Regions from separate parts of the Mus musculus genome. Here all the other regions are linked to region 5. A link is a contact called in public Hi-C and promoter capture Hi-C data. All regions are on one chromosome and are shown on one strand. The core of a region is the stretch at or near the end of the contact, and the rest is flanking DNA. Distances in the headings are between cores, read along the strand shown.

The links. Promoter capture Hi-C pulls out the DNA fragments that hold promoters and counts their contacts. A called contact is a pair of places that touch in the nucleus more often than the background predicts.
Region 1: a promoter capture Hi-C map of erythroid cells shows a contact between it and region 5, with 11 times the contacts expected there. The contact joins the promoter of Scamp2 here to the promoter of Stoml1 in region 5. A contact is called at or near these places in 5 of 39 promoter capture datasets (the C10 cell line, erythroid cells, liver and 2 more), 1 of 484 Hi-C or Micro-C datasets (B cells), 3 of 115 datasets of contacts at active chromatin or transcription factors (bone marrow-derived macrophages, extraembryonic endoderm stem cells and pancreatic cancer cells) and 1 of 9 other capture datasets (liver).
Region 2: a promoter capture Hi-C map of erythroid cells shows a contact between it and region 5, with 23 times the contacts expected there. The contact joins the promoter of Fam219b here to the promoter of Stoml1 in region 5. A contact is called at or near these places in 4 of 39 promoter capture datasets (erythroid cells, liver, neutrophils and 1 more), 2 of 484 Hi-C or Micro-C datasets (B cells and embryonic stem cells), 2 of 115 datasets of contacts at active chromatin or transcription factors (embryonic stem cells and pancreatic cancer cells) and 2 of 9 other capture datasets (adipose tissue and liver).
Region 3: a Hi-C map of B cells shows a contact between it and region 5, with 12 read pairs. The contact joins the enhancer-like site here to the promoter of Stoml1 in region 5. A contact is called at or near these places in 2 of 39 promoter capture datasets (liver and pre-B cells), 1 of 484 Hi-C or Micro-C datasets (B cells) and 1 of 115 datasets of contacts at active chromatin or transcription factors (pancreatic cancer cells).
Region 4: a promoter capture Hi-C map of erythroid cells shows a contact between it and region 5, with 37 times the contacts expected there. The contact joins the promoter of 1700017B05Rik here to the promoter of Stoml1 in region 5. A contact is called at or near these places in 3 of 39 promoter capture datasets (erythroid cells, liver and pre-B cells), 2 of 484 Hi-C or Micro-C datasets (B cells and CD4 T cells), 1 of 115 datasets of contacts at active chromatin or transcription factors (bone marrow-derived macrophages) and 1 of 9 other capture datasets (liver).
Region 6: a promoter capture Hi-C map of erythroid cells shows a contact between it and region 5, with 30 times the contacts expected there. The contact joins the promoter of Ulk3 here to the promoter of Stoml1 in region 5. A contact is called at or near these places in 3 of 39 promoter capture datasets (erythroid cells, liver and pre-B cells), 4 of 115 datasets of contacts at active chromatin or transcription factors (extraembryonic endoderm stem cells, large pre-B cells, microglia and 1 more) and 1 of 9 other capture datasets (liver).

Annotation. Positions count from the first base shown.
Region 1 is chr9:57,558,716-57,562,614 of GRCm38.p6, reverse strand. It overlaps Scamp2 (secretory carrier membrane protein 2), which reads right to left and starts at 1,671. Exons shown (of 9, transcript NM_022813.3): 1 at 1,505-1,671. The coding sequence starts at 1,561.
Region 2 is chr9:57,534,931-57,538,874 of GRCm38.p6, reverse strand. Fam219b (family with sequence similarity 219, member B) reads right to left here and starts at 1,347. Exons shown (of 5, transcript NM_001166364.1): 1 at 1,041-1,347; 2 at 764-851; 3 at 1-64. The coding sequence starts at 1,254.
Region 3 is chr9:57,280,127-57,284,383 of GRCm38.p6, reverse strand. No RefSeq gene overlaps it. Among named protein-coding and RNA genes, the nearest start is that of 1700017B05Rik, 20 kb to the right of the region's middle. Within about 2 kb of position 2,568, at least 73 of the 459 cell types and tissues checked have an H3K27ac peak or open chromatin away from gene starts, as enhancers often do. A contact at or near this core is called in B cells and pre-B cells, where this site is marked.
Region 4 is chr9:57,260,661-57,264,458 of GRCm38.p6, reverse strand. 1700017B05Rik (RIKEN cDNA 1700017B05 gene) reads left to right here and starts at 1,860. Exons shown (of 3, transcript NM_028820.2): 1 at 1,860-2,030.
Region 5 is chr9:58,251,328-58,255,452 of GRCm38.p6, reverse strand. Stoml1 (stomatin-like 1) reads right to left here and starts at 2,289. Exons shown (of 7, transcript NM_026942.3): 1 at 2,054-2,289; 2 at 413-519. The coding sequence starts at 2,186.
Region 6 is chr9:57,587,177-57,590,989 of GRCm38.p6, reverse strand. It overlaps Ulk3 (unc-51-like kinase 3), which reads right to left and starts at 1,538. Exons shown (of 16, transcript NM_027895.1): 1 at 1,304-1,538; 2 at 526-666; 3 at 209-329. The coding sequence starts at 1,405. It overlaps Scamp2 (secretory carrier membrane protein 2), which reads right to left. Exons shown (of 9, transcript NM_022813.3): 8 at 3,790-3,813; 9 at 2,192-3,568. The coding sequence ends at 3,434.

The DNA.
Region 1 (3,899 bases), core at 422-2,921, 690 kb after region 5:
CCTTATGTAAGAGACATGTTCCCTGCAAAGGCTCTGTCAAGAAGCATTAAGCTACAAGAATATATTCTAAACTCCCCAGTGTAGCAAGGAATCAACTACCAAAATCTGCCCAAGGGTTCCTATCAGCTAGGTCACCTTGGGAAAGAAGCATAAAATTTCCACTCTCGGCCTGGCTGGGTGTGGTGGCTCGAGCTAGTTATGGCTGCACTTGGGAGGTAGAGGAAGGACCCCAAGTTCAAGACCACCATGTGACAGACACATAGGGCGTTCAGAGCCAGGCTGTGTTAGATGAAGAGATCCTGTTATAAATAATCCAAGGGCTCAGTGTTACCCAATATGCACAGCGGTGGAGGATTTGCCTAGAACGAACAAAGCTCTGGTTCAATCCCATTACTGCAAAACTTCAAAAGAGAAGATGGTCATACTCTACTCCCTGAGTGTATAACCATCTAGTTCAAGGCGCCTTTGCTTTGCTCCCACCCTTGGAAGGACCCACCCTGGAAAAGCTCAGTGGACTTCTCCAACACCTTCAGGAAATGCTGAAGCTGTAGAGGACCAAAATAAAGCACCAGCAAGACGAATTCAAGAGCTTGGTGACATACTAACACCGGAGGAACAGCTGCGCTCATAAATCCCCAGTCATCACAAGCATGCGTCCCTCAAACTGGTTTCGGGCAGACATGAAAGGAGAAGTAGAACGCGCCTTGGCACTAAAAGGAGTTCCAGTTCTTCAACATAGACAACTGGGCATCTCTGCGTTCTCCACGCGAAGGTTTTGGCTTAGGTCCGAAGACTGTTGTATTCTTTCAAAGTTCCAAAGGTCAGGCCGGTAACCACCCATGCAGATTTGTCAGACCCGTGTACCTTGGGCTCCAAGCTCCTTCACCTCCCTCTCCTCAAAGTGTGTGGCCCAAACTCAATCCAAACAAAGTGCTTGGCCAATAAGTAATTTTCTGGCTTGGCCTCTCTTCCTACCCTCTCTCAGCCTTCTTGATAAACACTAGGGACTCTCCTGTACTTTAGATGCTTGCTTCGCTACTGCTGTTGCTGTTAGGTGTTGGGTTATCTCCACATTTCTCCACCCCAACAGACTTCTACTTCCTCATTATGTTTCAATGAGCCTTTCTCCTAGGATGACTCAATACAGGTAGATCCCCCAAGACTGTAGAAATGGCACAGCAACATTTTGCTTCCCTTTCTGACTCTAAGACACCTCCCCAGGATAAGCGCGTGCTTGGCCCTTTTCTCCAGCAGAGGCCGGTCGGATGGGCTACAACCCGGGGTGCTCTAAGTGCCCACTTCTTTACAGCGCCCCGCCCCCTTGCCGCAGTTCCACCTGTTGCAAAGTCCCGCCTCCATACAAACTATGATAGGCCAGCCTTCAGATACCGCTCTCCCATTGGACAGGTGATCCGTCCCTCCTACGCCACGTCCCCGGCTCTGGCGAAAGAGGCCCAGGCCGCAGCCCTTTTCCCTAAAGAAATCTGAGAATTGGGGGTTCTACCTGGAAGGGGTTTACGTCCACTGGGTCCGCGAAGGGGTTAGTGTCGAAGGCCGACATGGTGATCGAGGGCCAGCGGGTGATCTCCGCGAGCGCTACTGCCTTTGGTCACTCAGACCCAGCGGCACACAGTGTAAACCCTCCACTTCCGGGAGCAAGGCAGCCGTTCTGGCGCAGGCGTAGCGCCCTCTGTGGGGGCGTGGCCCTGGACGTCACAAAGGTCCGTTCCGCCCCTGCCCAGCCTATTAGAAAGCGAAGGTTATTCATTCTGTCTCCATCCACTTTCTTTTTATCTCCAGAGATGCTGAGGATAGAATCCAGGGTCTCACGAATAATAGACATAGGTGTAGCCTTGAGCTACATACCCAAACCTTCTATCCACTTAGTCCTCCGGTGCAGAATCTCTTCTGATGTCTTCCTTCCTATGTGTATTTATTTTGAGCTTCCAAATAAAGGACTGGCAGGAAAGGATCATGCATTCATTCCTAGAGGGCAAAATTGAGGCGTTCGAGCAAGTCCCGGACCAAAAGGACAGGGGAGACATGTCAAACAGGAGTTATCTGAACAACTGTGCTCCAGGATAAAGCTGGAAGACCTTGCATCAACCCCTGCCCTAGATAAGCAGGATTTCTTTTAGGCTCCACCCTCCTGTGATTTCATAGATATCCTAGAGGTGGTAGTTAATTCACTCACAAACTCACAAACTTATTTATCCATGTCTTTCGGGCCGCTGTGAAATCTAGCTTGAATCGTTTCTTACCCTGGAATAGAACAGCGCTACTGATTGGTCTATTCTTGTGTTGCAACCAGATGGGTTTTTTGATTTTTGTGGTTTTGGTTTGTTTGTTTTGTTTTTATTTGGGGGGTTGTTTGTTTGTTTTGTTTTGTTTGCTTTTGGTTGTTTGGTTATTGTTTTTCCAGGGTTTTTGGCAGGTTGGTTTGCTTTTCTTGGTTTTGTTGCCTTTTTATTGTTTGTAGGTTTGAGGAATCTCTCATCCTAGAGTCTGATTGATACTCTTCTCACCAGCTAAGAAAAAAAAAATTCCAGCATAATTACCATTTACTGTTAAAGGCTGTTGACATAAAGTTAATATTCCTTTACTATGTGTATATTTTATGTTAGAGTAAAATGAATCAGGCTTAAAGCTTGAATGTTCATGTCCTTTTCCAAGATATTTCCTAAGAATCTCAAACAAAACTATTTACAATGAAGACATCATCTTTCTACATCCTGGGGAGTTTATCAACAGTAATCTGACAGGTCCACTTCAGAACTACCCAGTGATCTCGTTTAAGCTTTTTTTTTTTTTTTTTTTTTTTTTAATAGTCATGGTGGTAGTAGTAGTCATTCTTGTAGTGGTAGTAGTGATGCTGTGTGCACATGAGGGGTGGATGGGAGCGCATGTGTTAGGGGCTAATGTGGAGTTGGTTCTCTCCTCCCACATTTATGTGATTTTCAGGGACTGAACTCAGGTCACCAGGCACAGCAGCAAGCACCCTCACCCCTAAACCATTCTGCTGTGTGAAGTCCACTTGTTTAGTTTGCCCTCAGAGTCTTTTTGAATGTGTAGTCCCCATCTCTTCTCACCCCTTCTTTTGCCTACACTTCTTCATTCTACTCTTTAGTGGCTTTTCAGTTCCTGGAACTTCCCTATTCTCTCTTGTCTCATGGCCTTTGTACATGCTGTCTCTTCTAACTAGTACCAATGTACAATGAGAATAGTAAAGACAAAAAAAAAGCCTTTTTGACATGTAAAAATTGCTTAGCCAGGAATCCCAATACACCCAAAGCAGATATCCACTCAATAACCAGAACCCAGTGCGATATCACCCACTCAAGATAACTAGACGCAGTCCTAGAACTCCATGACACTCAATGGACAGAATGTGAGTGGAGACCAAGAGCCAGACTCTGCTCTCCACATCTGGAGAGAATTCGTCTTCATCTGCCCTGCAGCTGGAGACTCTCCCTCAGGACCCTGACCCTCAAATCAGAGACTTCTGTCAGAGACTGGTTCTGCCCTTCAGCTAAGTAAGATACACCACACAGGTGAGCAGCCTTGGGAAGTAAAACACGTTGCCACTGAACAATTTCCCTTACCCTTCTCCCCATGTATGTTCTAGTTATTCATTTATGCTGGGCTCAGGACCACCAGAAAACATCCTAAAGTTGAGAGAATGAAAAAGGGACTCAAATGCGTGTTGTCCTCTGTCCCTGAGCCCTCCAGATACCGTCCAAGGGCAGAACGCTTAGCTGTCTGTATCCTGAGAGGAGACTGGTCTGTAGAGTGTGGTTCTCTCACTTCCCCATCTACAGTGCCAAGGCTCAGCAGCATGCTGAGTTGGTGAAGAAGCAATGAAACTTGGTAATAACCAATATGGAGACTGCCCCCACAAA
Region 2 (3,944 bases), core at 98-2,597, 720 kb after region 5:
GGACACCAGGTTTTCATCTGGACTCTGGCTAAGAGCAGTGTAGCCCTTGTTAAACTTCACTGACCTGAGATGGGGCGGGGAAGAAAGCAGAGGCATTTCACAGGGAAGGCCAGAGCCCTGATCCCTATGCAGAAAGAACTGAGTGGACTATTCCAGACTTTCCTTCTACCCGGTCACAGTCACCACGAACTGCTGTTCTATGCAGTTGGCTCCGGCTTCTCGGATTCTTTTCTGGCCCACTCTACTGCACTGAAAGCTCCTAGGAAAGGCCCACCTCCCCATTTCAGGAACCAGGTAAAAAGCTGCATCTTTCCACCTTAGCCTGGGGATCCCAGGCAAGTCACATTTGAGTTTCAGCTATAAACAGCTGTGTGAGGTCTTATTCAGCTCTAAGAGGGTACCATTCTGCCTTTAAAAAACAAACAAAAAAAACTCCAAAAATACTGCACGGGCTCTCCATCTTCACTCCCGGGACTCCAGCAACCATCTCATCCTTTAATGCTATCCTATCTGTGCACTGATGCAACTCCCCTTTTACAAAGTCTATTTTATGACTTTTCTATTTTGCACAGTCTTTTAATAAAGAGTAGAGGTAGTTCCAGTTCTCACTCTCCCACCCAGCCCCATCCCTCCTAGTTCCCATTCTTAAGATACCAGCAAATAAGCTAGCTAGCTCAACCTTAAACAGTGCCCTGATTCCCAAACAGGAAGGGATAGGGCCTTTGAACGCTGCTGACAGAGGAAGTAAAAAGCCCAGTGAGACCTTTTCCCTGAAGAATCGGGTCGGTTCGTCAAGGCACCCAGCATGCCCTTTCTCCGCAGAACGGCCTTGGCATGGTCCCGGTGCTTCTCTGGAAGTCAAAGGGTCTTATGTCAGCCAGGTCTTCCCCATTCTGCTGCTTTTCGGACTGTCGGGGACAGGAGAGGGCTGCACCTAAACCCCCTCCACTCTGGGGACAAGATCACGGGGCTCTAGAGACCAACCCCAGGCCACAGCAACCCGCTCGGGCAGAGACCCTTATGCAGCCCACTGCACTCACTCAGCTTAGCCTGAATGGAAGGTGCGCGTGTCACCAAGTAGGGTCCCCGCTTCTCCATGGCGGGGGGCGGGCGTTCCCCGAGCCGGAGGCCCGCGCCGCCGCTCTGTCCGGAGGGCAGCCCCGCAGTTCCTGCCACGCTGTCGGGAGCCGCGCCAGGCTGAGACCCCTGGGTGGACATCCGCACCGCATGCCCGCGGAACTCCTCGGTCGCCATGACCGGTCCCGCCCCGCTCCGCCAGTGGCCAGACCGGCGCGGGGAAGAACGAATGACAAGACGTAACACGCCTTTAGAAAGATGGCGGCGCGCAGGCGCGGGTTTCCCTTGGCGCTTTCCGGCCGCCTGCTGCGGAGAGAGCATCAAGGTTCCGCCCTACCCGTCAGGAACTGGCCAGCCCAGGTCTTGCCTTTCAGGTACTCTGAGACCCGAAGTCTGTCTGAGCCTGTGGATGTGCAGGAAAGTCAGTTCAGTCTGTAGTCAAGTAAAATGACACATGGTAGGCTAGCGGGTTGTGCCGACCCAAGTCGCGTTGCAGGCCTCTTTCACCGCAGCCGGGGCTCCTTTAAGACCAATACAGGAGGGGTCGGGCTCATATGAAGGGGCTACAGGGCTCTTCTCTAGAAAACAGGCCTGGGAGGGTCAGGATTTACCCACGGCATCCTACACAAATGCCACCGGTTTTTGGTTTCTTGCCTGTCCGAGACCTTGGCAACAGCTGGCTCTTTTTTGTTTGTTTTTTGTTTTTTTCCGAGGCAGGTTTTCTCTGTGTAGCCCCCTGGCTGTCCTAGAACTCACTCTGTAGACCAGGCTGGCCTCGAACTCAGAAATCTGCCTGCCTCTGCCTCCCAAGTGCTGGGATTAAAGGCATACACCACAGCTGGCTCTCTTTAGGCATATTTCCACACTTAAATACAACCTTGGGGCTGGAATTATATAGCCCAGAGATAGACTTCTTGCCTGGCATGCAAAAGGCCTCCCTCCCTCCCTCTCCTTTTCCCTCTCTCTCTTTCCTCTTCTCTCCCTCCCTCTTTTGGTGGTAAAATGGGAAGTTAGGAATGATGGTGCACACCTGTAAGCTCAGGTCAAGGGAGGTGGAGGCCGAGTTCATGACAAGCCTGGGCTATAAGTCCTTGTCTTAAAAAAAAAAAAAAAAAAAAGAACGAAAGTCCTGCAGTAGCAAAAATAAATTGGACACCAGCAAGCAGGGTGAAAGTGCACTCTTGAGTCTATGTGGCAGGGTACAAGGCTGTGTCAAGACTCTTGACTCTGGCCCCCAAGGGATGTGCTTGTGTCTGGCTGGAAATAAGCTCCAGATCCTTGTAGAAACTGCCAAATATCGCGAGACTGTTCCATGGCTAACACATTGTCAAAGGGTAGGTCAATATTGTACAGCCGAAACCCAGGGACAAAAGAACAAAAAATGCTGCATAGGAGAAAAAGAAGCATTTGGGATCAGAGCTTTGGGAAAAAAAAAAAATCAGATTTGATAAAACCTATGCTATCTTGTGAATTCCACCCCAAACTATCTGCCGGACTCCTTTTATTTTTAGGCAGAATCTCGCTATGTAGCTCAGACTGGCCTTAAACTCACAATCCCCGAGCTTTGGTTTCCCAGGTACTGGAATTGCAGGTTTACACTACCATTCCCAGCTGTTGGAATTGCTTACTTCCAGAAACACACAACTCAGTTTATTGTTCAGCTGGGGAATACAGCTCAGTTGTTGAATGTTGCCTAACACACATGAAGCCGAGTTCATTTCCAAAATAAGTGAGACAATTTTGTTGGAGTAAGATCAGTATCCACAAGATCTGGCTAATCCACAAAACTCCAAGTCACCGGACTGAAGCTGGCCTGAGAAATCAGGTGAAAGAAATAATCAGATATGCCAAACCGGTTTCATCGGTGTGACAGCATAGCTCTCTATGCCTCAATAATAATAATAATAATAATAATAATAATAATAATAATAATTCTTCCCCCCCCCCCCAAGACAGGGTTTCTCTTTGTAGCCTGTGTTGTTCTGGAACACACTGTAGACCAGGCTGGCCTCAAACTCAGGAATCCACCTGCCTCTGCCTCCCAAGTGCTGAGATTAAAGGCCTGGGCCACCACTGCCTGGCTGCCGTAATTCTTTTGTAGAAAAAAATAACCAGAAGTTACCTGTATTGGTCAGTTTTGTTTCCTGTCTCCCTGCCCTAGGCTTCTAAGCAGAGCAAAGTAATCACCCAATCCATTCGTTTGTTTCTGCCCCTGTGTGGCCTATAAACAAACCTTCCAACTCTGCTCTTTGGAAACAATGAAAAACGAAGTTGCCTAATTTTAGGGGTGGGAGTGGAGGACCCAGGATGTACTTGGCAGTAAAACATTTTCGCCTTGGTGACAATCTTCACCCTCACTGTTAAGTTGTAATTTTGTCTCAAGAAAAGTGCTATTTGGTAGATAAGAGTTTAACACAGGTCTGAATCTAAACCCCATTTCCTACCTTACTGCTACATTCTACTGTTTGCCTTAACCTGGTAGGAAGATATGAAAAGCTACAAGATGTCTCAGCCAGAGGCATTTGCCACTATGCCAGACAAACCAAACCTGAGTTTGATTTACTTAGTGGAGAGAACTGAATCTTTTAAGTTGTTCCCCTGAACTCCACACACTCATTTAAACGAAATAAAAAAACTTGAGGGGGGGCCTACAATATGGCTGATATGGTGGCAAATACCTTCAATTCCAGCGCTCAGGAAGCAGAGCACGCAGATCTGAGTTTGAGGCCAGCCTGGTCTAGAACAGCCAGGGCCACACAGAGAAACCCTGACTTGAAATACAAAACAAAAAGCCAGGATCATGTCTCCTGAGAGGGATATAGTTAAAATTCCACATAGCACAGAGGGTTTTTTTGTTGCTGTCTGGC
Region 3 (4,257 bases), core at 1,319-3,818, 970 kb after region 5:
TCTCACCAGCCCAGGCTTGAATCTTTTAAGTTGCTCCAATAACTAGTGTTCATTTTATCTGTGCTAAAATGGAGTATTAAAAACAAGACAACAAAACTCCCAACATGCATGTCCTGTAATCCCTACATTTGGGAAGCTGAGGCAGAAGAATTGGTGAGAGTTTGATGCAGTCCTGAACTGCACAGAGAGTTCCAGGACAGCCTGGGCTAAGAGAGAAATGCGATTATAAAGCAAAACCCTACATCACACCATGAGAGAGCCCATGGCTTAAAGAAAGAGCCCACTTTCTGCTTTTTAAACAAAGGGGCCTACAGTTAATTTCTTTTATTCTTTTATTCTTTCTTTCTTTCCTTTTTTCTGGGCTTTGCAAATCATAAAGCTAACCCCACACACAGTGCTGGGGCCAGTCAGCTCTCGGTGGCTCCCAAGTCCACACAATCAATGGTATCGCATTAATAGCCTGGAACGGCCACACTGGTTGTATTAATAACCCAGATTTCGAGCAAACGCTGTAAATCCCCCTTTTTTTGGAACTTGTCGTTAATCATTTACCAGCCTCCCACCGAGGAGAGCACTCAAGTCTGAGGAATCTCCTTCCTTCCCTCTGCTGTTCAGTTCTTTTGTTTGTTTGTTTGTTTGTTTGTCTGCTTGCTTTGTGAAGTTTTTGAAACACGGTCTCCATAATAGCCCAGGCTGCCCCGCCCCCATGATATGCTCCTGAGCCCTGAGATCACTGGTTAATTGTTTTTATTGCTTACGTTGTGCAGTGGAAGAGAAATAAAAAGAAGACAAGGAAGAAAACAGTTTCCAAAGCCTGTGACAGGCACTGATCCAGCCATTTCATCATCTCAGGGGTGAGCAAGCAAGCTGAGAGAGGCAATGGGGCTCACCCAAGACCACACACCCACGCCCACTGAGCTGGCATTTGGACCTGGAGTCCCAGCAGCACTCTGTATGGAGAGGAAGGGGCTCACTGGAGCTGTGTATCCCCTGTCTCTTGCACAATGCCCAGCACAGGGCTCCGAACTTTCAGGCCATGTAGGCAGGTAGAGGGAGTGTAGAAGTCCCAAAGTTTCCTCTTGATCTTCTTTCCGAAGAAGCCTACCTGAGCATAGGACAGAATATTGCAGCAGCCACCAAGTAGATCAGAGGTACAAGTACTCAACAAGCTGAGAGGACTCTCAGCCGTGCTCTCGGGACCAGGGAGGAGAGAAGGCCCGTGAGTCTCCCCTGGTCCCAGTCTTTTTGTCTCACTGCTACATAAATGTCTCATGGTCTCAAGTAGGAAGGAGCCAATCACAAAGCACTCCCCCCCCCCACCCCCTGTGGGCAGGGAAGAGGAAACAAGCTCCCAGAGGGAATGACACTCAAGAGAGCTAGGAAGGGGGAGGCAGGAATAGAAATCGGCACCCACTACCAGTGGACTCTTGTAGAAATTCTCCTTGATCCTGGTTGGCCTGGAAGAGGTTGCTCCTCCTTGGCCCTAGTCCAGCTGTGACCAGTCTTTCCAGAGCTTGCGTCCTATAGTACCTAGAGTCATTCTTCACAGAAGAGCCTCGGCCTTTCTCAGCTCCTACCTCAGGAAGCCCTCCTGCCCAGAATGCCTCCAAAGGGCACCCCCTTGCTAGCTGGGGGGCTAGCCTCTTCTGCACAGCTCCCCTCCCCAATCCATAAGGCTCTTGTCCTCTCAGAATGCATGAGGGACTAGAAGGAGGAAGGATTATGGCTTCTAGTTATTGCTGTCACCAATTCACCCTGTGACTTGTGGGTCCCCTACTCTCTCTGAGCCTTAGTTCCTTCCTCTACAGTCACCTGGGAACTGAAGTCCTACTGAGCACAGGGCACAGCTGCTAGGGCCCAGAAGCATCGTCTAAGCTTGGGATCTGTCCAGACACATTGTCATCTAGACACACTTTGGCTTTTTCTTGCTCTCCCCACTCCGGGGTAGAGCTTGTCTTTGGCCCCACTGCAGGGGACTCCTGGATACTAAACATAGAGGGGTATTGGGAGATCACCTGCAGTATGCTAGCTTTGCCTTTCAGCACCCCTCCCCAGTGTTAAATTCTCCCCATCTATAGCAAACCCCATATCTGTGAAATTGAAGTGCCCCTGGAAAATGCTAACCCCTACCCCCAACTATCGAACTAAGGAGGGTTCTGGGCATCCAAAGATGGACTCCCACCATGTCTCTTTGCAGAAACCTTGCTCCTTAGACACACAAGTAAACAGACCCAGCACGTTGTGGGAGTCCACGGGGGACTTGCCAATGCTGCAGTAAGCCATTGTAAAGTTTGAACACAGGGCTCTCTAGTCTTGGCTGCTGGGGATGGAAGCTCCAGGCTTTTGTGTTTGAATGTTACTTTGAACTCTTCTGCAGCTCCCACAGAGCAGGGGGGCGTTGGGGGCTGGGGAGACAGGACTCAGGGACATTGCAGCATCTATCTTGACACAGAGTCACTGCTCTGGGTTATCAGAGGCTGAAACAGAGCTGCCGTATAGGTGTGGGCGCTTAGCTCGCAGCTGTGGCCTCTGGACTGTGTATGCCAGGCTGAGCCTGTGGACCACGACGGTGACTCCGCCCGCGCTCAGGCGGCGCTTGGAGTAAACAAAGGCGCACTGCGCCTGGGGGCTTCTCCTGCAATCGGAGCGCAGAGTTACATCACGGTTCCCTGAGGGCGCCACCCTGGCAGCCAGTCCCCCGTGGCCCAAGCTTGCCCATGTCCGAGGGGCAGGCAGCTGGCAAGGTGCCAGGATGCGAAACTTTGCAAATTTTTCTCTTGAGGCTTTCAGGGCTTTGTTGAAACATAGGTTTAGACCCAAGACCGGAGTGTACAAGGACTGTACCTCAGTTTCCCCATCTGTGAGACTAGGTGGCAATGATAGGCTTCTGGGTCTCCCGCCTGAAGTATGGGGGAAGCAGCCAGGGCGAGGGCTGAGATGGGCTGTGACCAGTGACCAGAGGCCAGCTTTGTGCTGTCTACAGAGCAGTTTAGAGGGGGTGCTTGTAAAACCAAGTGTCCTAGGACGTACCCAGCCGCTGCACCCCTTTTTAAGTCTCCTTGGAGTGTAGAGCTCAGCCACCACATAGGAAGCACAGCTTTGAGTCTTAGCATCCACCTGTTCTCACTTGCTCTGGGCGTCAACCCTCTAGCTGTTTTGTGACAATTGGTTGAGTTGGAAAGGTATTGGGTTGCACACCCTGGACAGAGCTTTCCCATCCACACTATCAGCTTCTCTGCGGGAGCAAGCTGCTGAGAAGATGGTGGGCACCCGAAGGCTGCTGAACAAGGCATGACCTATTACCTCAAGGGACACTTGCTGGGTCTGCCCCTGGGCGGTCCAATGAGCGTCTAGCCAGTATCCAAGTATGACTGCCGAGCACTCAGAAGGTGCTGGGACCCACTCTGGACCTTAAAGTCCATATAAATTGTATTATGCTGAAGATGGCTGAGATTCAGTTGATGCCCCCTCTCTCCCAAAACAACAAAAACCGCACGATCAGTACTTCCTTTATATTAATCTAAGGTAGTCATGAACTCTCTTATCAGATATCTGCCCTTGCATTCTCATTTGTTTATCCTAAGGAAAAGTGGTTTACCTATTGGTTGCCCATTTCTCGCCCCACCCCCACCCCTTTACTACGTCAAATATACAACCCTTTATTAGAAGCCCTTAATTTTAAACAGCTAAAGTTAGCTTCAAGCAGATAAGTGACGCACACACCTGTATCCAAGCACTCGGAATCTGAGGCAGAGGATTGTCATGGGTTTGAGGCCAGCCTGAGTTATACATGAAATGATCAAGACAACATAATGATTCCCTTTGTTGGTTGCTGTGTGCTTAAGGACATATTTCCCTGTTAATCTGCTTTGCCTACTGAACTTGCAGGTCTTTTTTTTTTTAAGATTTTATTTATTTTATGTATATGAGTACACTGTCACTCTCTTCAGACATACCAGAAGAGGGCATCAGATCTCATTACAGATGGTTGCAAGCCACCATGTGGTTGCTGGGAATTGAACTCAGAACCTCTGGAAGAGGAGTCAGTGCTCTTTATTGCTGAGCCATCTTTCCAGCCCCAAACTTGCAGGTCTTAAAGTACACAGAAGGAGAGGGAGAGTGGTTCCCTCTCCCACAGTAGGTGCTACACACTGCTATGTGAGTTAGCTATGTAATTTATGATGGGAAAAATAATGTAAAATGTCTCCCTAATTATTTTGATATTTTATAAATTGAAACAGTAACACTTTGGTAAGT
Region 4 (3,798 bases), core at 611-3,110, 990 kb after region 5:
GCTCTCAAGTCCTCTATCCTATGCCCTTTCTTTGGTGATCCAGGGTGTTTACATGATGTCAACAAGGAATAGACAAGCTGATTATAGGGACAGCTGTCTTTATGAAATGTTAATGAATTGAGACAAAATAATGGGGCTGTAGTCTTAGCTGGGCCCTAGGGTCTTGCAGGCTAATCATGACATAATGGGGTCCTCCTTGGGTCTACAGCCTGAGAGTTCTAGACCACAGGAGCCAAGGGCACTCACTGTCTTCCTCCCAAGTCACTCCTGACATCAGGAGTGGAAGAAGATGCTACGCACAAGGGAGAAGAGGGCAGAGTTAGTATGTGTGATAGTAGGAAACAATATCTCCTTGAGAGAAGGCTGAGCCTGTCAGATTTGGCATGACCCAGAGCTGGCAGGGCACAGATGCACCTTTCTAGTGTTAAAGCATGTTAGTAAGATACAAAACCCAGGCAACCTGGGCTTCTGTCCCAATTTGCAATGTGATTTGGAAAGCCCCAAACCTCAGAGTCTCTCCTCTATTTGTCTAGCCTCTATTTGTAAAAAAATCTTCCAGCTCTAATCCAAGAGACACCCTCCCCTTCTCCTTGAGTGACCTCACTTCCTCTTCCTAATCCTACCTGGAGCCCAGCCCCTCCGCCCCAGCCCCATCTTCTCCCATACCTGTGCCCTCAGCTCTGTTCTGACTCAGGCAGTCCTGATCTTTGGGTCAAGATGGGTGTTCTGAGTGGTTTTGCCCCAAAAACTAATTTTGATCTCTATGGTGTTCAACTATTCTTCACCATGCGACCCTGCCTTGGCCTTGGGCAGTCCTGGAACTGCAAGGATTAGATTCCTTCCAAGAAAGAGGTGCTAGCGCTGAGCTGGGCAAGGCCCCACAACCAGATGGGCTAGAGTCCAGGTGAACAGAGGCAGTGGGTTTCCCAGCCCCTTTCTGCAACACATCAGCTTGGCTAGGGATGCTTCATCCCATCAGCTTTCCAGGTTGCTCATGCTCAGACCGGTTCTGGTGCGACACATTTGCCAGAAAGGCTCAGATGCCCACCAAGGCCGCTTGGCAATATCTCCAGAGTCTCATTCCTGGCCCACTCCAGGTCACTAGGAGCTGATATATACTCGTCTGTACTTTACCTCATAAGTCCTTCTTAATTTCCTAATGCAACTTGTTTGTTGAGGAAGTTAGGGCTGCCTCGAGATATCCTTTAGCATTTTTATTGTCTTGCTAGGAACTGAGTGTGGTGGTCCAAGCTTTTGACTGCAGCACTCAGAAGGCTGAGGCTGGTGTGTCTCTGAGTTCACGGCCAGCCTGGTCTACATAGTAAGTTCCCAGACAGCCACAGCTATATAGTGTGACCTTCCCAAACAAAACAAAGCAAAAGCAAAACAAAAAAAAAAAAAGGACTGCTAGATAGCCCAGGCTCAGCTCAAACTCTCAGCAATTCCCCTGCCTCAGCCTCCCATACCCCAATTTATGTGCTACACATCTTTTCGAAGCCTGATGGCCCTATTTCTAAGAGGCAGAATATCACTTTTACAAATGAGGAAACTGAAGCTCATAGAGGTTAAGTGGCAGGTCCAAGGTCACATGGCTAGAAAGTAGCAAGGAATGAATGATCTAACGGAATGACTGAATGAGGGCTTACGATCGCCCTCGGGGCAGAGGTTTGAGGAAGGAGGCGAGCGAAGACTGTGCACAAAGCCAGAGGCCGGGTCGCGGGAAAGTTGGTTCCACTCAGGCCTTCGGCACGGGAGGACCCAGGGGAGCGCAGGCTCCCAGAGGCACAGCCGGGTTCTGCCCCCACTCAACGGCCCGCCCCGCCCCCGCCCCGCCCCCGCCCCGCCCCGCTCGGGACCACAAACGGCGCCCAGCGGCAGCACGAACGGTCGCGCGGAACGTCTCTCTGGGCTAGCTGCCTGCCGCGACTTCCCGCGCAAGGCCGGCGGGACAGGGACCCGCAGCCTAGGCGGCGCTGAAAGATGCCGCGGCTGCTCCGGGTGGCGGCCGCTAGAAGCCTGGTGCTCTGAAGGTAGGAGCTCGCCTACCCGGCAGGCGCGGAAACTTGGGCCGAGTTTGCGGGCGGCGCGTGGGCAAGGGGCGGGTGGCCCTGCCCCAGGGCGCCCCTACCGGCCAGCCCCAGGACGGAGCGCGGGGACCGGGGCCCAGGTGCTGAGGCTTCGGGCGGTCAGACTACGGGGCCCAGTCATACCGCTGCCCAGACTTTGCCAGGACTTGGATGCTCCCTGGGCCTGGTAGAGCTCCGGAGCCACAGCACTGCCTGGGCGTTAGGGCTGGCGAAGAGTCAGGCGGATCCCTCGGGCCTCTCGCGGGGCCAGGCTCACGCGGATTGCCGGGCGCCGATTCGGGGTGGCGGTGGGGGGTTGGGATTGGTGGCGGCGGGCGCTGAGGTGCCGCGGGGCCGTGGACGAACCCTGTTGGAACAGGACCGCCTGCGGTTTCCTAGCCACTGCTTGACTCACTCTCTGGCCACAGCCCAAGCTGGCGGGATCGTCCCGAAGGAGGTGGCTGCCCAGACTTTGAGGCCGCCCCCCCCCCAGCCCCCCAGCCTTCTGGACCTCAGTGCAGTCTGCGGGCATCGATCCGTGGGGTTCCCAGTGCGAATCTCCTGACTTTTTTACACGTTTACGTGAGCTAAGGAAGGGCACCGTTGGGCAGTGGGGGGCATGTGTGCAGATTCGGGCCATGCATGTACGTGTAGGAACAGCTTTGCATGCGTGGCCCACGGCAGTCTGTGTGTCAGCCTGCCGGGGTGCACGTGCGTTGCAGAGGCGCGGAGAGAGAGGCTTGGGGACACCCGGAAGCCTGGTGTGGCGGTGGGGCGCCAGTTCCCTACTGAAGCCGGCTGGCTGTGAGCCACTGGCACGAGGGTCACGGGCGGGGCCGGGAGAGGGAAATTAGGAGCGGAGCATCCGGGGAGACCCTTTCTCTCAAACTGAGAAGTGTGGGCTGCTCCACGTTGAGTGAGTGCTCAGAACCTCAGCACGCAAAGTTTTTAGAAGACTGGTATCTGTTAGAGCGGAGAGAATACTGATGCGGGCCTCAACTTGGCTGGGATCGCGCTCTTCATGAGGCCCCAAGGATGTGACGTGGAAATGGACCCACGGAGTTGTCTGTCTCCCTCGTGGAAAAGCAGGAGTGTAGGCGCTTGACCCTGCCCTGGGTTCTGGCTGAGGTTAGAACTCCTCTAAGAACTGGCAGAACTTGGACATCTTCACGGTAGGATCACCTGTTGGCCCTACCTTCCCCAAGCGCCTTAGGCTACTTTGGTATCCGGAAACAAGGCACCTTCTTTTTGGCTACTCTCTCAGTGGGGGTGGCCTCTACCGAGGGAGCTTTCCATCCTACTGGCCGGGCATTACGTCACCGCCTCACCTTTCAGAGTCTTGGGTTGGCTTTTTGGCGCCCTCACTCCTCCTACAAAGACTCCTGAGGGTCCCAGGGGTCTGGTTCTCAGGAAGTCTCCAGGGCCAAAGGGCACGGGTTGGGCTGAGCCCTGGAGAGACGGACTCTTGAGAGGGGTGGTTAGAGCAGGTCCCAAGGAGCATTGGTGGAGGTGAGACCAAAGCCAGCCCTTAATTAACCCAGACCTCCCCAAGGATAGAGTGGGCTTGGTACCTTCTGAGCCATGTGAGTCTTGTGGTGCAGAGTCGGGTAGATCTCTTTCAAGGCCATTTTGGTCTGCATAGTGGGTTCCAGATGGAGAAACAGGGAGACCCAATGAGAAAATAAAATAAAGCAAAACCAACCATATAAGTATGGAGCAGTGCAGGATGGGG
Region 5 (4,125 bases), core at 1,040-3,539:
AACTGGGGGCAGAAGTGAAGCAGAGACCACAAGAAGGATGATTAGTGCCACCACCCCCCACCTCCCCCATCCCCCCCCCCCCCACCTGACCTGCACCATCTGTGCATTTGCTCAGCTAGCTCAGGCCCAACTCTCTGCACCACAGGGGGTAGGGGTAGGCCCTCCTACACTAATCAAGCAATCAAAATGCCCCCAAAGACGTGGCCACAGGACTGAGCAATCCCTTAGTTGAAGTTCCCTCTTCACAGGCATGTCAAGTTGACAACCAGGATGAGCCATTATAAAATGAACAACCCTTGCCTTACCTATTTCCTAGAGGTGTGATAGCAGTTAGAGGCCAAATACGGGGAATCCACTCATCAACACCTTCGTTGTGCCTCCCCACTCCCCCACAGCATCCAGCCAGCCCTACCTTCAGAGCAAACCAGCCGGAAATGGGGAAGGTGAGCAGCAGCAGCAAGAACCCCAGGACACTGACGAGGCCATGGCAGAGACAGGAGGGCCAGCTCTCCGGCGCGTCTGGGGGCAAAAGAGCAGAAGCAACCACAGAACACCAGCTGGGCCTGGCAGGACAATTTCAGGCACCGTGTCCCAGAGTACAGTGGGCCATGTGTATGTTTTGCCTGTGTTCTGCCCCAAAAGCTCCCCATAGCGAGTTAGGGACCTCCACCATAACTAACCGGTACAACACCCTACAGGAGACTTTTCTCTCCCAGGTGAGAGCCACAGAATCTGAGAACATGATCCATTCGATTTCTCATTGCTGGACATAGCATGGACCAACAAGCCCTTGCCTAATGAGTACCGCCCACCCAAACCTGGAATAGAGAGCACTCATGCTGGGTGGAGTGGACACTGCTGGTGTTAACACATTCTACTGGCCACACCACAAGTATGCTTTCAAGGGGTCATTACAGAGGAAAGGCTTCAGCTACTAAGGATAAAACTAATGCTCACAAGTAACAGTCACAGTGGGACTAAAGTGCTAGTTTAGTATTTATTCCCACTTTAATGCCCTGAAAGAACTATATCTATATCTATATCTATATCTATCTATCTATCTATCTATATCTATAGTGTACTTCAATTCAAGCCTTTTGGCAGGAAGAACTAAGAATCCTGAATGGGTGTTGAGCAAACAGGCCCAGAATCTGGGGATGAGCTTGCTATCTGTTCTCTCCTCCCCAGCCCTAGACAGGAAGGTGACAAGAGACGTCTGTTCTATCCTTCAAGAAGCCCCTGCCTGCAGGACAGTCTAAGTCATAAACTAATTCCTGACCTCTTCAGGGAAGGAGGAATCCTAAGAACCGGGCAGAAGAGCCGGGCGTGGTGGTGCACGCTTTTAATCGCAGCACTTGGGAGGCAGAGGCAGGCAGATTTCTGAGTTCAAGGCCAGCCTGGTCTACAAAGTGAGTTCCAGGAGAGCCAGGGCTATACAGAGAAACCCTGTCTCAAAAAAAAAAAAAAAAAAAAAAAAAAAAAAAAAACCACAAACAAACAAAAACAACAACAACAAAAAAGAACGGGGCAGAAAATGGAGGATTCGTTCAGCATTGCCAAAGCTTTCAATGCACCGTCAATACAGGAGAACCACAGAGGACCAGAATACTCCAAGGACAGTCAGGCTTTGGAGAGAGGAAGCCAAAGCAAACAAGCCAGGCAGCTTGCAGGCCCAGCTTTCTGTTCTGTGCATCTTCACCAGGACACAGGAGACTCCTGCTCCCTGCGCTGCTACCCTAGGGCGACTCTTTTTCCATTTCTCTACAAATGCCTTGTGGGTTATGGCTCCCTCTGCCTAGGGCTCTGTTTTCTTTCTATGCATGATGGGCTATCCTGGAAATAGTAACGGGATGGGCTAAGATTAGGGAAGATGGGGCTGCGCGGCTTCCAAAGCTACAGCTGGTGCCGTAGGGAGAACAAATCGGTGGTAGCATCCCCACACCTTGTCTGGCACCCACTTCATATCCTATCCCCTTCACTCTCCTTCCTCCTAGAGGCAGAGAGTACAGGTCTTGGGGTGCCCCTCTGTCCGCGGTGCTGGGTAGCCACTCACCGGCCCCCGGCCCCACGCTGCCCGGCTCTGGGGACAAGCAGCCCTTCTGCGAACCCAGAAAGCCGAAGCTCGACTGCTGGAAACGATCAAAATCCCCTAAGGGCAGTGCCCGGTAGCCAGACCTTCCAAGCATGACTTCTAACCGGGACACGCCCCGATCCTCTGCTGGGAGACTGCCCTGCCCAGCCTGTGGCAGCTCCGCCCCTCCTCGTTCCCACTGCTTCCGGCTTTACTCCGTCACTAACAACAGTGGCTGAGTAGGATCAGGAATCAGGCCGGGTCCACCATGCCTGCCGCTCCACAGCACCCCCTGCGCTGGGAGGACCGAACGGCGGGAGCACAGTTTGGGGATGTGGCCTTGGTTCTAAGGTTGAGGCTTCCTGACCACCTCCTACCTGGCCTTAGGAAAGGAGGCAAGGAAGTTTGGCTTTAAAGGAGCATTGCAGGAGCGTTTTCTCCAGAAGCAGAGAAATGTTTTTGGCCTCAAACCATTCCTCCAAACTCAACACACTTATGAGTTATGGGTGTGCTTATCCAGATGTAGGATTTCTTCTGGTGTGGTCAGCAAACTGGTATTTTTTGTTTGTTTGTTTCCCCACAGCCAAGAAAACAGAGCCTGCCATACAGAGTCCTGTTCTTATTTGCTTAATGATGGCAGATCCAAGTCACTGTGGACAAGTTGAAGTCAGAAGGCCCCAACTTTGGTATAAAAGAAAAATTTCACATGCAGACACCCCAGGAATCCTGGCAGTGGATGGTGGTGGTGGTGGCTGCAGCAGCAGCAGCAAAGCATTACATGAGACTCCTTGATCCAGGCACTTGAGGTAACTTTGTCTTTCCGTGGCTTCAGAAAGCCCAAATGAAGGTAGAAAATATACCCCAGTAGGATGCTGGGAGGCTGGCAGGAGGCCATTTTACAAAGCAAGAAAAGACGAATCTTTCCCAGTCTTGCCTCCCTGGATCCTTGCCATAGCTCATTTCTAAGTTCCCCTGCCTATGACTGCTAGCCTGGCTAATTTTATGTCAACTTGACACAAGCTAGAATAATCTGAAAAGAGGGATCTCCAATTGAGAAAATGGTTGTGCTGTAGGCAAGCCTGAAGAGCATTTTCCTAATTTATGATTGACGTTGCAGGGCCCATTCCATTGTGGGTGGGGCCAACCCTGGGCTGCTGGTCCTGGGTTCATTAAGAAAGCAGGCTGAACAAGCCAGTAAGCAGCATCCTCCATGGCCTTTGCAGCAGCTCCTGCATCCAGGTTCCTGCCCTATTTGAGTCCTGGCTTCCCTCATTGATGGACCACCATATGGAAATGTAAGCAAAATAAAGCCTTTCCTACCCAACTTGCTCTTTACTCACGGTGTTTTGTCACAGCAATAAAAACCCTAAGATGAGTTGGTACCGGGAGTGAGGTTTTAATTAATTTCAAATGTAGTCAAGTTGACAACCCAGAATTGCCATACAAGTCCACCCCTTGCCAACTTGACACACAATCATATCTTCTTATCAATTTCCAAGTGAAAACATTAAGCAAATCATAATAATACCTAAACATGATATAACTATCTGACATACAATTACAAACACATTATATTTAACCATGTTATAATTACACCTAACCAGATAAAACTATCCCTCATACAACTGCAAATGCATTGCAAATTTAGAGTAGATGCCAGGCGTGACGGTGCACGCCTTTAATCCCAGCACTCGGAGGCAGAGGCAGGCAGATTTCTGAGTTTAAGACCAGGCTGGTCTACAAAGTGAGTTCCAGGACAGCCAGGGCTGTACAGGGAAACCCTGTCTTGAAAAACCAAAAAAAAAACAAAAAACAAAAAACAAACAAACCAAACCAAACAAACAAACAAAAACAAACGAACAAACAAAAAATTTAGAGTAGATGACAATGTCCCTTGAGGGACATTCTTTTTTTTTTTTTTTTGAATTAATTAATTTATTTCATGTATGTGAGTACACTGTCGATGTCTTCAGACACACCAGAAGAGGGCATCAGATCCCATTACAGATGGTTGTAGCCACCATGTGGTTGCTGGGAATTGAGCTCAGGACCTC
Region 6 (3,813 bases), core at 289-2,788, 660 kb after region 5:
AGCCCCAGCCCTTAAGGACGTTGCATTCTCCCTCACTAAAGCACTTGGGTTCCACCTACTGGGCCCTGGAAGATGCCACAAGGTTCTTACATCATGTTCTCCATGTGGAAGCCTGAATTCCCTACAGATGCTAGGGACACAACATGGCAGACTGCAAAGCATTGGGATAGGGGAGAAGAAGCCACGGGGTGTGTCACAAGCTTTTTACCCAACTGCTGCATGAAAACACGGGCCACCTTCTCAGGCAGGATCCTGCGGGTATGAATGAAGCGAGACAGGTCACCCCCTGCACAGAACTCCATGATGAGGTAGATATTGTCATTGTCCCACTGTGGTTGCAAGTAAAGAGAGAGAGCGTGAGTTCCAGGACAGCCAGGGCTATACAGAGAAACCCTGTCTTGAACCCCCCCCAAAAAAAGGGAGCGAGAGAGAGAGAGAGAGAGAGAGAGAGAGAGAGAGAGAGACAGCTTTAGGCGCTGTCCCTTCTCCAGCCGCCTTTGGAGGCACCCCTTCCTGGGCTCAGACCTGGAAGTCTTTCAGCTGCACGATATGGGGGTGCCGAATGCCCTTGAGGATCTCAATCTCAGTCAGGAGGTTTTCCACTGACGCCTTGTTGAGACTCTTCTTGGCCACGCATTTTATGGCTACCACTTCCCGAGTATCCTTCTGTGGTACAGAAAATTTGGGGTGTCTGTTTTGAAGGGGCCGACCCCATGGGCTGGAGTGGGCTCTGAGTCTGCAAACTTTCCCCTGTTTGGAGTCTGTCCACTCTCCATGGACCTCCAAGTTTCCCAGCTTCCACGTCTCAAATCAACGAGGCATCCGGATTCGGGAATCCCACCCCAGCAAGTGTTCTCCAACGCCGTGCTTCTAACCCACCGCATCACTTTCTAGAGGGGGGGCGGGGAGGGTTAGGGGGCGGGGGATGTCACTATTTAAAGAGCTATCCACTCTGCATTCTAACTGGTGCTGCCTCCTGGGAGTCTGACCCCAGACTCCTCCCAGCCCCTAAGGCAACTTCCGTGCAGAGCCGGTTCTTCAGCCACTGACACAGAGATTCCCTTAGGTCATCGCCCGCACCTCCAGACCAAACTGGCGTGGCTGTTTTTAAAACCTAAAAGGGGCGGTTAGCTCCAGCCTCCTCTACCAGCTTGGGCAGCCACTGTGGCCTTACTGCTCTCAAGGCGGTCGCCTTTCCTGCTCAGCTTGGCCCGTGACCCAGCCGGGCTTGCAGGGAGTTGGCTGGCACGGGAGTCGGGTGCCCGGCGCCGGGACACCTCCGGCACGACCCGCCCACACCCACCTTGGCGTAGGCCTTGTACACCGTGGCGTACGTGCCACTGCCCAGGCGCTCGGTAAGGATGAAACCGTCCAGCCGAGGGAGACCCCAGCTGGGCCCAGCCATCCCGCGCCCGCCGCCAGGTGCTTCCTGGTTCGGGGTGCAGGTTCCGGCCAGCAGAGAAGCTGGGGGCGCTCGAGGGGCGGCGAGGCGGGACTCCGCAGGGCCCCGGCGCTGCCCGCCGGAAGCGCGGCTCGACACCTCCCCTCCGAGGCTCCTCCCCGCCGGCAGCGGGCTGGGTGACACCCTCTGCCAAGGATTGCCAGGCAGGTTTCAGACACTGAGGCTTTAGTGGGTGTAGAGTTGTGTCGAGGACTGCGGACACGATCACATGGGAATGGCATCCTAGAGACCACCTACGTAGGGGGCGGGAGGAAGAGCCTGGCTCACTCCCTGCCCTTCAAGACCAGAAGCAGTGGATATGAAAATCCCAGGGCCCCACAGGGTGACGAGGGAGAACGGACTCCAGCAAGTTCTTCTCTGATCATCACACGTGCTCTGGCCCTTATTCATTCGTTTATTTGGTTTTGGAAGACAAGGTTTCTCTGAGTAGCCCTGGCTCTCCTGGAACTTACTTTGTAGAGCAGTCTGGCCTCGGAGTGCTGGGACTAACGGTATGTGCCACTATGCTTGGCGAAAAACAATTTAAATGCCTTTGGAAGAGACCAAGTTGCCATTGCCAGGGTCCTCGATTCTGCCTTTCAACTCTTTCCCTAGAGTTGAGTGGTCTGTCGTCCAGCACAGCTCAGCCACCAACAACCTTAACTGTCACCTCACCTATCTTAGTAGGCCCTTAGTCTGTACTTCAGTAGGCTATAGCCCTCCCAAGTCCACCATTGACATCAGGGCCAGTGCTGTCCGAAAATCTTTTTATTTAAGCACAAAAATTGAGACATGACATATACATCTGTACATGGAGGAAAATAATACCAGGAAGTTTACAAAACCCCGGTGGCTGACATTACCACTTGGTGGCTCTAGGGCTGACAGCATGAGGGTAGTCTCAGGAGGGCCCCAGTTCCCAGGGGCAGGAGACTGGCCAGCTTGGTGAGCTCTCGCAGTACTGACAAAACACAGGGTCCAGGTTTCCACAGCGGCTTCTTAGGTGCCACTGCAGTGACACACCCGTGGAGCCCCCAGGACAAGTAGAAAGGGACCTAGACTCCATTGTGGGAAGAACCCTCAGAAAGAAGGCTCGGCAGTCCTGCCTGCAGGACATAGTTCAGGACTGATTTCTTCCAAAAGACCCTAAGCGTTTTAAGAGGTGAGTATTGCTGAAGATAGGCAGGGGCCAAGCTAAGGCAGAGGGGCAGAGTCCCTTGGGAGGAGAGAAGCCAAAACAAGCAGACATCTACCCTCTCACAAGACTGGTAGAGGCTGGGCAGGACTTGACTTACTTGTCTTCGTCCCCTCCTCATCCCCCAAGTCTCAACCAACCCCACTTACTGTACATTCAGAAGTCTGAAGAGAGGCTAGGGAGGGCCCCCAGAGGGCACAAGGTGCTATCACACATGAGTCGTAGCAGGCACAGGGTCATGACTCGGTTGTGAAGAACACCAGGAGCTCACCGGAAGAGGACTTGGGAGACTTCTGTGCTCCCACCCAGAACACAGCTCACCTAGAGTAGAGCCACTGGGGGACTTAGGAAGCCCAAGCATGAAAGGCAAGGTTGTGGAGACCCAATACACATGGAGCCTGTAGAGGGAGGGAGTGAAGTACAGGGTGCCTGTGGAAAATCCCCAGTACAGTGAGCCCAGGTTGGCCCATGATCCCAAGCACATGAGTCCATTTGTTTTCAGGGAAAACAGTCCCATTGCTTCCAGACAAAATCAGACCAAGCCACCATTAGAAAAGGAAAGACAGCTTTGTTATTTTTTCTTTTCCCATGTGTTTTTTTTTTTTTTAAAGTCCTTGTCCCTTCCTCTCCTTCCCTCTTGTAGAGGAGAAAGCTGACTACTGAGGGAGGAGCAGGGACAAGACAAATCCCTGCCAGGTCTGTGCTGGTGTAGTCACTGCATAAGGCACCCGAGGAAAGTGCAGCTCAGAAGACAGTTGACAGAGAGGCCAGGGCTCAGGGAAGGAGAGTCGGGAAGCCTAATTCCCCTGAAAGGCTCCTCGGGCAGCAGATGAGGCAGCCCCGCGAAAGGTTCTGCTGCTGAAGATACCCTGGGAGAACTCTTCCTGGGCCTGCTGGAAGCTGGCTCCTGTTCGGCGGTAGAAGGCGTGTACCTAGGGAAGGAGGCTGGGGTGAGAAGAGCCCAGAGCAAACCTAGCCATCAGGGTATGGTGGCAGCCACTGGAGGGGTCAACCCTGCCTGGCTGCTTACCCATAGCCTTGGATGAGGTGCTGGGCCCCTGAGAGCTTCAGGAGCAAGGCATATTTAGATTTGTGCCTGCCCAGGAGAGATGGGCATTTTACTGGGGTTCGCTGTTGGCTCTGTCCTACTTACCCGCTGCAGGAGGAAGAGTGAAAG